Linked DNA regions of Mus musculus: all the other regions are linked to region 2. Evidence: chromatin contacts called from public ChIA-PET and promoter capture Hi-C data. All regions are on one chromosome and are shown on one strand. Each heading gives the region's core, a stretch centred on a gene start, on an enhancer-like site or on the middle of the called end of the contact. The rest is flanking DNA. Distances are from core to core; before and after follow the strand shown. Region 1 holds the start of Fem1al (fem-1 homolog A like). Region 2 holds the start of Eml6 (echinoderm microtubule associated protein like 6). Region 3 overlaps Sptbn1 (spectrin beta, non-erythrocytic 1). Region 4 overlaps Eml6 (echinoderm microtubule associated protein like 6).

Region 1 (2,700 bases), core at 123-2,622, 200 kb before region 2:
TCCGCATAGACAGCACCCCGGTACCGTATGTAGTATGAAGTGTCAGGATGTGAGGGGCCCAAGATTCTCTCCCGTATCAGCAGCGCCTGCATCCGCATCTCATCAGGATCTGTAATGAGGGCTTCCAACTCTTGAGGCGTAGTCACCTCCCTGGAATAGTCATAGGCCAGAACCAGTTGCTGGGGCTCTGGCTTAGGGAGGAAGCCTCCACCCTGGTGGCGGAGTTCCATCGCCCTTCTCCAGTGCTTCAGGGCTCCAAGCAGATCCCTTTTCTTATCCACATAGGTGGCACCCAGCAGCTCCAAAGCTTCCACAGCCGCTTCCCGGCTGGTAGGGCAGCAGCTCTCATACTGTTCTGCATCTTCTGGGGTGGAGCAGTGGTTTCCTGCCATCTGGGAGGAGCCTTCTCCAGGAAGCTCTGTCCCTGAGAGCTGCTCGTGGCTCGGCTGTTCCTGGATGAGGTACTCCACGATGTTGGTGTGCCCAGTGATGCTGGCGGCCAGCAGCGGCGTCATGCCATAGCCGTCGCGCTCCATGCGCGCGTGGCAGCTCAGCAGCAGTTGTAGGATCTCCAGGCTGCCAGATTCTGCACAGTCGTGCAGGGCGGTGTTGCCCTTGGCGCTGCGCCGGTTCACCTGTGCGCCGCGCTCCAGCAGGTAGCGTGCGATCTCGCGGTGGCCCTTGTAGCAGGAGATCATAAGGCACGTGTGGCCGTGGCGATTGGCCACCTCCAGGTCCGCCTTGTGCTCGCCCACCAGGCAGCGCACCACGTCCAGGTGGCCGTTGAAGCAGGCGGCGCGCAGCGGTGTGGAGTTGGTGCACGTGGTGCGGTTGACCGAGGCGCCTCGGTGCAGAAGGCTACGCACCACGGCCAGGTGACCCGCGGCCGACGCTGCCCAGAGCGGCGGCGCGCCCTCGATGGTCTCGCCATCGAAGTGCACAGAGCCACTCGCCTCCACGCTGGCGCCGCAGTGGTCCACCAGATACTCCACCACGTCTAGGTGTCCACGGCGCGCTGCGATTAGCAGTGGCGTTCCACCGCCGGCCACCTCACCCAGCAGCTCCTCCAGCTCCTCACGCCCACGGCTGGCCAACAGTTTCTGCAGCAGAGGCAGCTTGCCGTCGTGCGCCGCATTGTACACCGCTGTGTGCAGATCCATGCTGGAAGCCTCGCTGCTGGATCTAGCCGGGCCGCCGGTCGCCAGAGACATCCTTCACCTTCTCCAGGGCTGTCATCTTAGCGGTTCTCCTGCTTCTGTTAAATCTTGATTGTCTGTCTGCCCCAGTGTGTGGTTTTAGGATATAAATGAGAATATAAACTGGACCCAGCATCAAAACTGTCCTGGTTTGAGTCCACTAGTTGTTAGGATTCTGTTTGGACTTCACCCCCACAGTTACTTGGCAACAGCCAGGTAGGCCTGGCTCACTATAAAATGGTGGTCCCTCAGAGAGAAGGGATGCCTCTACATGGGCCGGCTGAGACACCACCTTCCTCCATACCTCACCACACCTCCATAGGGCATATCCTTATATTTCTTTATTTTTTAATAATCATAACATTGTGCCGTGAGTCAGATCTAAAATCTCTTCAAGTTTACATCCCATCTCAGCCACAACAAGAGAACTCCCTAGCCCAAGATCTGGTAAGCCCCCATCCTTTCCCATCTCTATGGTCCCAGGGGAGAGTTCTTGAGATAGGAGATACCCCTGTGTTGTCCTTGAGGATGGGAGACATCCAGTTTTTCCCTTGGGTGAGATTTCCCTCTCCTTAGAGACAGTTTCTTTCTTGCGTCTGAGAACTTCAGGCTGGGCCTGGACCACTGCTCTCTGGCTCAACAGCACCAGGGCTCTGAGCATTAGACTTTCCCTTCTCCCCTCCCTCATTTACAACCTGCTGCAGACTAGTTCAACAGGTTTACCTGCCTGCCTGATCCTACTTACTGCCCTTCCTGCCCCCTATGAATGTAGAGAGCTTTTAGTACCACTTATAAAAATTTGGCAAGTACTTGTCACTGGGCTCAAGGCAGTAGGCTCAGATAAGAATATTCACATTTGGGCTGATGCAAGGATCAAGGTAAACTCAGCCAAGGAAGGTGTGACTTCCTTTTTGTCCTGGTCATCCTGATAAGCCCCCAGACCCAGTGACTGGGGGTGGGGGGTGGGGGGGAGGATTTTGTTTATTGCTTTGTTTGATTACTACCTGGTGTGATCTCTTAGTTCTTTGCCTTATTTAATCACTTTGTCTTTGACTAAGAACTGACCTTATTCTCTGCTAGTACCTAGCATGGTGTAAAAGCTGCTGTTAAAGCCACTGCAGCCTCAGCTGGAGCCATGTTATAATGTTCTCTAACTGTTCTTTTCTTCTCACTTGCTGCCCTTCCCCTCTGCTCCTTAGCTCTGCTCCTGGTTCTCAGCCTGAAAAGTAGGTCCCTGCCCCTTACATCCTGCCAGAGTTCCCATCTGTTAGATTTGACAAAGTCAAATGGGCCCAAACCAACCACGCAGTTCCACTCTTCCTGCTACGAGCCTGCGGAAGCTCACAAACACACACTGGCATTCGATGGATAAGGAGTTTTTCCAGTCAGCAGGAGGGCTGACTCTAATTTCCCAGATAGGGCCTGGCCAGCTTTTTTTTTTTTTCTGGGGGCTAAAGGGTTGACATTTCACAGCCACTGTCCTTATGACCAACTTCCCAGGTGA
Region 2 (2,700 bases), core at 81-2,580:
ACAGACACAGCCCAGCACGCTGGCCGCCACCATCATCTGCTGCTGCGGGAGAGGAGCCGCCGACGCCGGTGCACAGCAGCAAGACCCCGCTGGGCTCCCCGACTCCTTCTCCCGGGGTCAAGCGGGCCTCGAGGGTACCAGTACCCGCACACACGCCTCACTGCACCTGCGGGCTTTGGGCGGCGGGAGAGGTTCTCCCCGGGGTCACCCGGCCTTTAAAATCAGAGATCTGCATATCCAGACACGGATTACCAGTTCTCCAAGTTTGAGGAGCGCGGGGGGCTTCGCAGCAGGCGGTGGGATTTATTCTGTGACAGGTCTGATCTGACAGGCAGACGGTTACTCCGGTTTACTGCTTTGCCATCACCGTCCTTGGATCCGAAACTGACAGTCTATATCTAGGATGCGAGAACGAGGAAGAGAAAGAATTTTTGCATGTCACCCAGCACAAGAAAATAATTACCAAACTAAAACCAAGTTGTGGGATTTTTGTTTGTTTATTTTTGGTTTTTTTTTTTTTTGATTGTCCACATTTCTCCTTCCATATCCACCTTAATTATAGGAAATACTCCCTAAACACTTCTGGCCGGTAGTTGCTGCTCCAATTTGCAGTAACACTTGCTGTTTCCTCTATAAAGCCAGGGTGAATATGCAATGGTCATTCTTTTAGATGTTCCAATTAGCTGTCATATATGTGTTTAAAATCCAAACCCTCTATGCGCCTTCTCTTCACAGAGAAAATCATAAAAACAAATAAATACTTAACAGCTCTCCCCTAATTAAAGACTCCAATTGCAAGTGTCATAATTTTTTTTTCTCTGAATCGGAGGAAATCCGGCTACCTACAAATGCTCCCGATCGAAAAATAATAATAAAAATAATAAAATAACAGCAACAATAATAAAGTGTCAAAAAAAATCATGCTCCTCTCCCCACGGAGATTTGAGCTAGCTATGAGACCCAAGGGCTCTAGGATCTTGCCTTTAGGTTGGCAGGAGGGGGGGCGGGGTCTCCCGTGGAGCCCGGGTGTCAGCGACACCCCATGCTCAACCTGGCGCCCACTTTTGCAGATCTGAGGGTTGGTAGCCCCAGGTACACCTGGCTCAGGCTCTACGGTCCTAGCGAGTTCCTGCACTCCCACCCGGACCAGCCTCGCACGTAGCATCCCTGCTTTCTCCGCCTCTAACCTCTGCTGCCGGCCTTGCGTCCAGGATCTCGCACCAGCCAGCGAAATCCTCTGCCTGCCCTCCCTCCCTCCCCGCGCTCCCGGGTTAGGTTTCGTCACCGGGGATCTGGGGACCAGCTCTTCCTCCTTCCCTGGCTCCAGGGGCGGGGCCAGCGCAGGGAAGAGTTACGCGGCGAAATTGCGCCGGTTCGGAAACGCAGACGCCTCCTAGGGCCGAAACCTCACCTCCCTTTGCCCGCCTGTTCCCTATGCATCTTGGAAATCGTAGTCCTCTGTAAACCAGCTGCTGAGGCGAGCGCCTCTAGTGTACTACAAGTCCCAGGATTCCATGCATCCGCAGGGCCTTAGTACCGGTGCCAGGGAAGTCTGCGTTTCTCCTATCGGACCCAGCAACTCACCCAGAATGGCGTTGGTGTTCCATGGTGACCCAGGCCAGCGGCATGCGCGTCTGTGCTGAAAGCAGAAAAGATGACGTGGAAAAAAATTCAGGGGCTTTCCTCAGGACTTTCACTTGCGCCAGTCCCAGAGGATTGCTGTAGCCCATCTCTTTCCTTGTTGCAGCACTTGACTAACGCTGTTTCCTACTTCAGTTTCCCCTATTATTCCAAAGGATTCTGATTTATCCAAGTGCAGTGTTACAAAGTTTAAGAAAAATACAGTGGCGTGTGGTCACTCTGTCATGTGTAGGGAAATAAGCGCCTTCCTGTGACCTGCCTTGTGCCCATGCAATAAATTTGGCCGTAAAAAACAGAAGCCAGTGGCTATTCTAAAACTACCTGGAATAAACTAATTTATTCGTTCTGATTTTCAGATTATGGCCGCAGCCAACTTTTGAGAACAGATTTTATAATCCACTTGACTAAGAAGCTACGAAAGGTTGATACTTTTGACTCTTCTGTGTTCAAGATGTTTCTTTATCTACGTGGAGTTTTAATAGGATGCTGTCCTGGTAGGAAAGGCAATGCTATAGATAAGCACCTAAGTGTAGTGAGCTGTTGCCTACAATGTTGAAGAGAAATTGAATACACTTCATATTTTCTGAGAAAACAGAGTCAACAAATTCGAGGAGGTCTCTCTCTCGCTCTCTCTTTAAGACAGTAAGGACACTACTAAACATTAAAACATGGCTTAGAGGGGCTTGAAATGTCTTGGTCTGCTTTCTATTCCTTTAATCATTTATGCAGAATTTTGTTTGTTTGTTTGTTTGGTTGGTTGGTTGTTTGGTTGATGATTCTAGAGGCAAGGAAAACCAAGAACATTGCGCTCATCATCTGATGATGGGCTTAACTACATCCTATGCTGGTAGAGGGCATCACATAGCATGATAGAACGAGAATGCTAACTCCTGTGTCTTTTTAAAGCCATTAGTGTCATGGTCGACCCAACCTCATTGACTTATTGATTTATCTAATGCTGACTAACTCACAGAAGCCTTATCTCCAAATACCATTAACATGTAAATCAGAAAATTGAATTTTAAATATATGGACTTTGTGGAATATGGTCAAACCATA
Region 3 (2,700 bases), core at 41-2,540, 160 kb after region 2:
CAGCAACAACAGCTTTATGTTTTGATATCTGAAAAAAAAACTACTTTTTTCCAGCTGGGTATTATTCAGTCTGTTGATAGGTTAAGTGTGCCCTTTAGAATTCCCCACAAATCTGTCTAATACCTACAAAGAATGATCAAGTATACAATGGCTTACAGCAAAAACTAAAATCCTATCCACACAGGCTGACAGCTGTGTGTACTATGACTTGTTTTGTGTTGCCACCTATTAGAAAATAGGGTTTTAGGGCCTGGGAAGATAGCTCAGGTAATAAATTACTTGCTCTGAAGCATGGACTGGAGTTCTATCCCTAGAAACCATGTCAAAACAACAACAAAGTACATATGCAAACCACTCAGGCAGTATGTACTTACGGTGCTCACCACTGGGGAGGTTGAGACAGACAGATCTTTAGTAGTTTCTGACCAGCCAGTCCAGCCTAATTAATAAGCACCAGGCCAGTAAGACCCATCTTAAAAAACAAACAAATTGGGCTAGACATGGTGATACACAGTTTAACTCCCAGCATTTTTGAGGCACAGGCAGAGGGAAAGGCAGAGGAGTCTCTGTAAGCCAGCCTAGTCTACATAATAGAGTTTCACAACAGCCAGGATTGCATAGAAAGACCCTGTCTCAAAAAATAAACAATAAGAAACAAAACAAAACAAACAAATCTGACTTGAGATGGTCACTGCGACTCATGCCTGCTACCCTAGAACTTGAGACACTGAGGCAGGAGGATGACCAGTCTATACAACAAGATCCTGTGTCAAGATTTAAAAAAAAAAAAAGCTAACAACAAAATTTTAAAAAAATATCACTTGACAGACTCCTGGGAAATGACTTCTGGCCTCTACAAGCACGCATCTATGTGTACGTAAGTGTGTGCCTGCACATAATTAACATGTATACACATACACACACAGACACAAAGGAAAGGAAACATAGCCATTTTCAAGAAATGTTGAAAAGAGCTTTGTCTTGATACAATTTCCGCCACTGGTAGCTACCTGCTCGATTTGTCAGTTGCTGGCTCTCTCTTTTCTCTAGACATATTTCACCTCACAAGCCTCAGATTTCTTAACCCACAGGACAGAAAAAACACCTACCTCACTGGGCGTCTGAAAGGGTAAATAATGTGTGTGTGAAGGTACCTCATATTTCTTTCTTAAACTCACATTCAATGCAGAAGTTTGTGGTTTGACTTTGAAGCCACAGGTTATCAGTATAAGAAGTACAATGTGGTGGCAAGGGTGTGGCTTCCAATTCCAAACCGGATGACACCAGTCATACTTTTCATAGTAGCACTGGTTTACCGCGGCCTCCACGAGCATGACCCATCCTAATACAAAGGGTGGATAGCTCAAGCAGCAGCATGCTAGTAACTGGTGGCTTTCTGACCTGGGCTAGAAGAGCACCCCTCCAGAAGAAGGAAGGAAACACTGTCCTAGGACAGAGCAATGTAGTTATACTCTGTCAGAGAGAGAGGGAGAGACAAAGAGGCAGGTGGGGAGGGAGAATAAACTGCAGGGACTGTTGCTAGACAACTTCCGCATGCTGGCCACACCCAAGCACACCTCCGTTCTCTGGGATGGAGTTTGTGTGAAACAATGGTTTAAAGCTACAATGGCTTTGTGCTCAACCCGGTGCAGATGCCAGCTCTACCACTAGCAGTTACTCAACAGTGGGCAAGTTACTTCTTTCCTCATATGTAAATATGGATCATTTCTGTTCTTATCTGGAGAATTCTTCGGAATGCATAACAGGTGTGATGGCACTGGGGGACTGAGGCAGCAGGACCATGATTTCCAGTTCTATAGTAACACCTGTCTCAAGAGACCAACACAAATAACAGAACTGACTAAGTCAACAGTGTACTCAGTAAAAGTTACCACTGCCAATAGAACGAAGCCTTTTACACCAGCAGGAACCTGAGCAACTGAGTTGGCTTTTGTCTTCCCCTTTTCACAGAGGGTCGACATACAAGAATGGAGCTGATTCTCACAGCAACCTAGGAGAGATGGCCTCTGCTCTGCAAGTGTGTGTAGTCTACCTTTCCTCTTTCAGAGTATCTACTCAAATCCTCAACAAAACTTCCTTCTTGTCTCTTGATTGGTCGGTGAGCTTCCTGAAGGTGGAGAGAGAAACTGTATCCCTGTGAGTCCAGCTGCTTAGTGGAGCTGGAGATAGAAACGCTTCCATAAGCAGAATATTAATCAGAGAATGAATCATGCCTGGTCATTATTCTAATTACCAGGGCTCCTCATGCAAGAGTAGTTTTGTTTTCTTTTTAATGCAAGAAATCTAGTCAAGTTACACTGTAAATTCCTACTAGAAGGGAAGACAACGTAAGATCATACATCAACTTCTGAATTACCAAGAGATCTGTGTCTCACTTCCCTTTTCCTTAAACCCTGAGCACACAACAGGGCTGGATCAATGACTTAATTCAGGAGTTCACAGGAAAAGGAGGTAAGAAAAGTCTGGTAACAGCAGAAGGTGAAAGGGTCCCCAGGGGGTTGGTGTGTGTGTGTGTGTGTGTGTGTGTGTGTGTGTGTGTGTGTGTGTGTGTGCGCGCGCGCACGCGTGTGTGTTAAGGGCTGACCACGGATTCACATCCGTTCCCGTATACTCTATTCCACCTGAGAGGTAAGCACAGAAGACCATCACCACACACTACCCCCACCAAACTGCTCCCAC
Region 4 (2,700 bases), core at 97-2,596, 150 kb before region 2:
TCCTATCATGTGAGTTTCAGGGATTGAACTCAGGTCATCAGGATTGGCATCAAGTACTTTTTAAGGTTGAGCTATCTCACTGCTCCTGATTAATATCTTCAAACTTTAGACACAAAGTGAAAGACCAGGAAAAATTCAGACCCCCTAGCACCAAGAATGTAGGTTATCCAGTTCAGTGACCTTGTTCCAGGACCTGGCCGACCACAAAAGTTAGATTAAAGTCTTGAGAACAATCTTGAGAAGCAGGGAGTTTCCCCTTGTGATTTTTAGTACCCGCTTGTGATTCTTCACTCGTATTTTCCGCATTTTCCAATAATACCCTCCCTTCCCCCTTGGGTTGTGTTTCTTTCCTTTAAATATCCCCTTTCCCAGCTACTCAGGGTCGAACTCCTCTACCCCTGCGTGGGATACGAGTTGACCCCAGTGGGCTGGTTCCTGTCAATAAACCTTGTGCAATTGCAGCAAGGACGGTCTCTTGTGAGACCATCCTTCTTGGGGGGGTCGCGTCATCCTGAGACTTGAGTGAGGTTCTCCCCTCTTCGGGGGTCTTTCAAAAGTAGCAAGTATGGTGTTATAGAATTAGAACATGACCTTTAAAATGTTCTTGCTGAATGTTTAGAAAGTCTTTTTAATAAAATGGAAAATAAAATCAAAACCCCAGAAAAGAACCACAAAACATAGTTTCCATGCAAATGAGGTCAACAGTCATTGTCACCCAACAGCAAAAAGGGGGGGAGGGAATTCATGCATATCAAAAGTCCATCTGAAGATAAAGTCACTCCTATAGTTTTACATTCACATTGAGACCAAGGCAATCCTGATACTGTTTTGCCTGAATCTGTTCCTCTCAAATGTGCTTTACTTCCATGTTTGAAGCAGGGAGTAGGCAGAGCAGAAGGTTAAGATCTCTCTGCGTGTGGGACAGTGTGTAAGGATCTGCTGTCCCCTCTGTCTCCTCCTGTCTGTTCTGCTCCTCCACACCCTCCTTCTAGCCTTGCTTACCCTCACTCTGCAAACACTCAAGAGGGTGGGTGTCTGGAGTTATTTGGTTGAAAGATTTTGCTTTTTTTAAAATGTGACTCTTAGAAAACTAACTTGCTTCTACATATTTATATATTCTTCTGAATAAAGCTGCTTAAAACCACATGATATTATAGAGAATTTAAGGACCTTGACTTTGTCCTAATTGACAGAGTAAAGTAGGAACCAAATTCTACAACTTTCTAAGAAGCCCGGTGTTAGGTATCCACAACTCCCTAAGATAGAATCAGTGCAGTCTCCAGAAGAGCTGTGAGGCATTTTTTATAGTGAATGGCAGAAGGAAGGATGTAGCCTGTGGTGTGACATGAGTCACTATGTGAATGGCAGAAGGAAGAAGGTAGCTTGTGGTATAAGATGAATCACAACATCCAGCTCATTGCTCTGTTGCTAAATTTAAAAATAAAATTTGATTGGAAACAACACTGCTTAGGGAAGATAGCCTGAGGACATACGGTACATGTTTTCTTCTCTCTGCTCTCTGATGTCTACCCTAGCCACTTCAGTGCTACAAGTGGACACAGGTTTATTTTCAGAGGCTACACACTGTCACATTTATTGACTGTCTTGTCCAGAAATTCTTCATTTCATCACTGAAAATAATCCCATATTCTGGGAAACCGTTCAGCTTTTTCACTGTAATGTTATCATCTGTCTTTGCTACAGGATCACTGTAGCTTTATGCCAAGCAGGGGAAAAGCTATCTACTCATTTTCAACATACTTTGGAGCTTGTATTCAATATTTTTATGTAAACCCTTAAAGTCTTCATAGAACAAAGCAAATACTGTCAGGTAGAATATAAAATTTACATAATTAATTCTTTAAAAAACTTTCACTTTATAAGTGATATGTCTCATGCATGTGTGTGTACTATGTGTATACCTAATATACACAGAAGCAAGAAGGAGACACAAGGTCCCTGGAACTGGAATTACAGGCACTCATGAGGCGCCCTGTGGGTGGTGTGAACTGTATCCAGATCTTCTGTGAATGCTCCTAATAGCTGAGCTGTCTCTCTAGCCCTTATATTTACTTCTTTCTCTTAAACAGAAACACACAACTTGACATTGTACATAACCTTCTTAGAGCACATGGTAAGTACTAACACACATTTTACCTTTATATCCTTGTTCCGTCTCCCTGAGATCAATTTTGGTTATTGGTTTGAAATCAGTGTCCCATAATCGTATGCAACCATCTCGCCCACCAGTAGCAAAGCCTTCTTCACAAGCATACAGGCTGAAGATCCCAGCCTGTCAATTATAAGAGGTAGAATTCAATCCCACAGTCACAAATGTCATTGTTGCTGAATCTCCATGATTAAAAATAACAGAGCAAAACTAATTAAAGCAAATGCTGTTTTCTGTTGAAATCTGACAGCAGATCAACATACTTCATCTCAGCTGGATTGCAGTAATTACAGCCACCACCAGGAAGCAAAGCAATTCCAACACATCTAATTTGATAACATTGTTACCGCTACCACCCAAAATGTTAGTTATGAGTGCCTTAGTAAAAGCAGATACAGAATCACATTTCTATATGACAACTGAGTCTTCTGAAACAAAGACATTACAAAGGTGGCACACTTAAGTCATAAATTAACGAAGTAGAGACACAGACTAGGGGCATGGTGCCATACCATTTACAAGTATAGGGG

Evidence for each region. Promoter capture Hi-C pulls out the DNA fragments that hold promoters and counts their contacts. ChIA-PET counts read pairs in DNA pulled down with a chosen protein or histone mark.
Region 1: a promoter capture Hi-C map of embryonic stem cells shows a contact between it and region 2. The contact joins the promoter of Fem1al here to the promoter of Eml6 in region 2. A contact is called at or near these places in 2 of 39 promoter capture datasets (the HPC-7 cell line and embryonic stem cells), 2 of 484 Hi-C or Micro-C datasets (both in embryonic stem cells), 2 of 115 datasets of contacts at active chromatin or transcription factors (embryonic stem cells and pancreatic cancer cells) and 2 of 9 other capture datasets (liver and pancreatic islet).
Region 3: an RNA polymerase II ChIA-PET map of memory CD8 T cells shows a contact between it and region 2, with 5 read pairs. The contact joins the enhancer-like site here to the promoter of Eml6 in region 2. A contact is called at or near these places in 1 of 39 promoter capture datasets (embryonic stem cells), 1 of 484 Hi-C or Micro-C datasets (embryonic stem cells) and 6 of 115 datasets of contacts at active chromatin or transcription factors (bone marrow-derived macrophages, embryonic stem cells, extraembryonic endoderm stem cells and 2 more).
Region 4: a contact with region 2 is called in a promoter capture Hi-C map of hippocampal neurons, with 2.7 times the contacts expected there. The contact joins the enhancer-like site here to the promoter of Eml6 in region 2. A contact is called at or near these places in 1 of 39 promoter capture datasets (hippocampal neurons), 1 of 15 datasets of contacts at CTCF or cohesin (the NIH/3T3 cell line), 2 of 484 Hi-C or Micro-C datasets (cerebral cortex and nephron progenitors), 5 of 115 datasets of contacts at active chromatin or transcription factors (embryonic stem cells and neural progenitor cells) and 1 of 9 other capture datasets (adipose tissue).

The regions. Positions count from the first base shown.
Region 1 is chr11:29,824,296-29,826,995 of GRCm38.p6, forward strand. Fem1al (fem-1 homolog A like) reads right to left here and starts at 1,373. Exons shown (of 1, transcript NM_176829.2): 1 at 1-1,373. The coding sequence starts at 1,160. The region is part of intron 13 of Eml6 (echinoderm microtubule associated protein like 6); the gene reads right to left.
Region 2 is chr11:30,024,703-30,027,402 of GRCm38.p6, forward strand. It overlaps Eml6 (echinoderm microtubule associated protein like 6), which reads right to left and starts at 1,331. Exons shown (of 42, transcript NM_146016.2): 1 at 1,188-1,331; 2 at 1-398.
Region 3 is chr11:30,181,686-30,184,385 of GRCm38.p6, forward strand. All of the region lies in intron 1 of Sptbn1 (spectrin beta, non-erythrocytic 1), which reads right to left. Among named protein-coding and RNA genes, the nearest start is that of Sptbn1, 37 kb to the right of the region's middle. Within about 2 kb of position 1,291, at least 136 of the 459 cell types and tissues checked have an H3K27ac peak or open chromatin away from gene starts, as enhancers often do. A contact at or near this core is called in embryonic stem cells, memory CD8 T cells and pancreatic cancer cells, where this site is marked.
Region 4 is chr11:29,878,490-29,881,189 of GRCm38.p6, forward strand. It overlaps Eml6 (echinoderm microtubule associated protein like 6), which reads right to left. Exons shown (of 42, transcript NM_146016.2): 7 at 2,158-2,293. Among named protein-coding and RNA genes, the nearest start is that of Gm22588, 30 kb to the left of the region's middle. Within about 2 kb of position 1,347, at least 55 of the 459 cell types and tissues checked have an H3K27ac peak or open chromatin away from gene starts, as enhancers often do. A contact at or near this core is called in the NIH/3T3 cell line and hippocampal neurons, where this site is marked.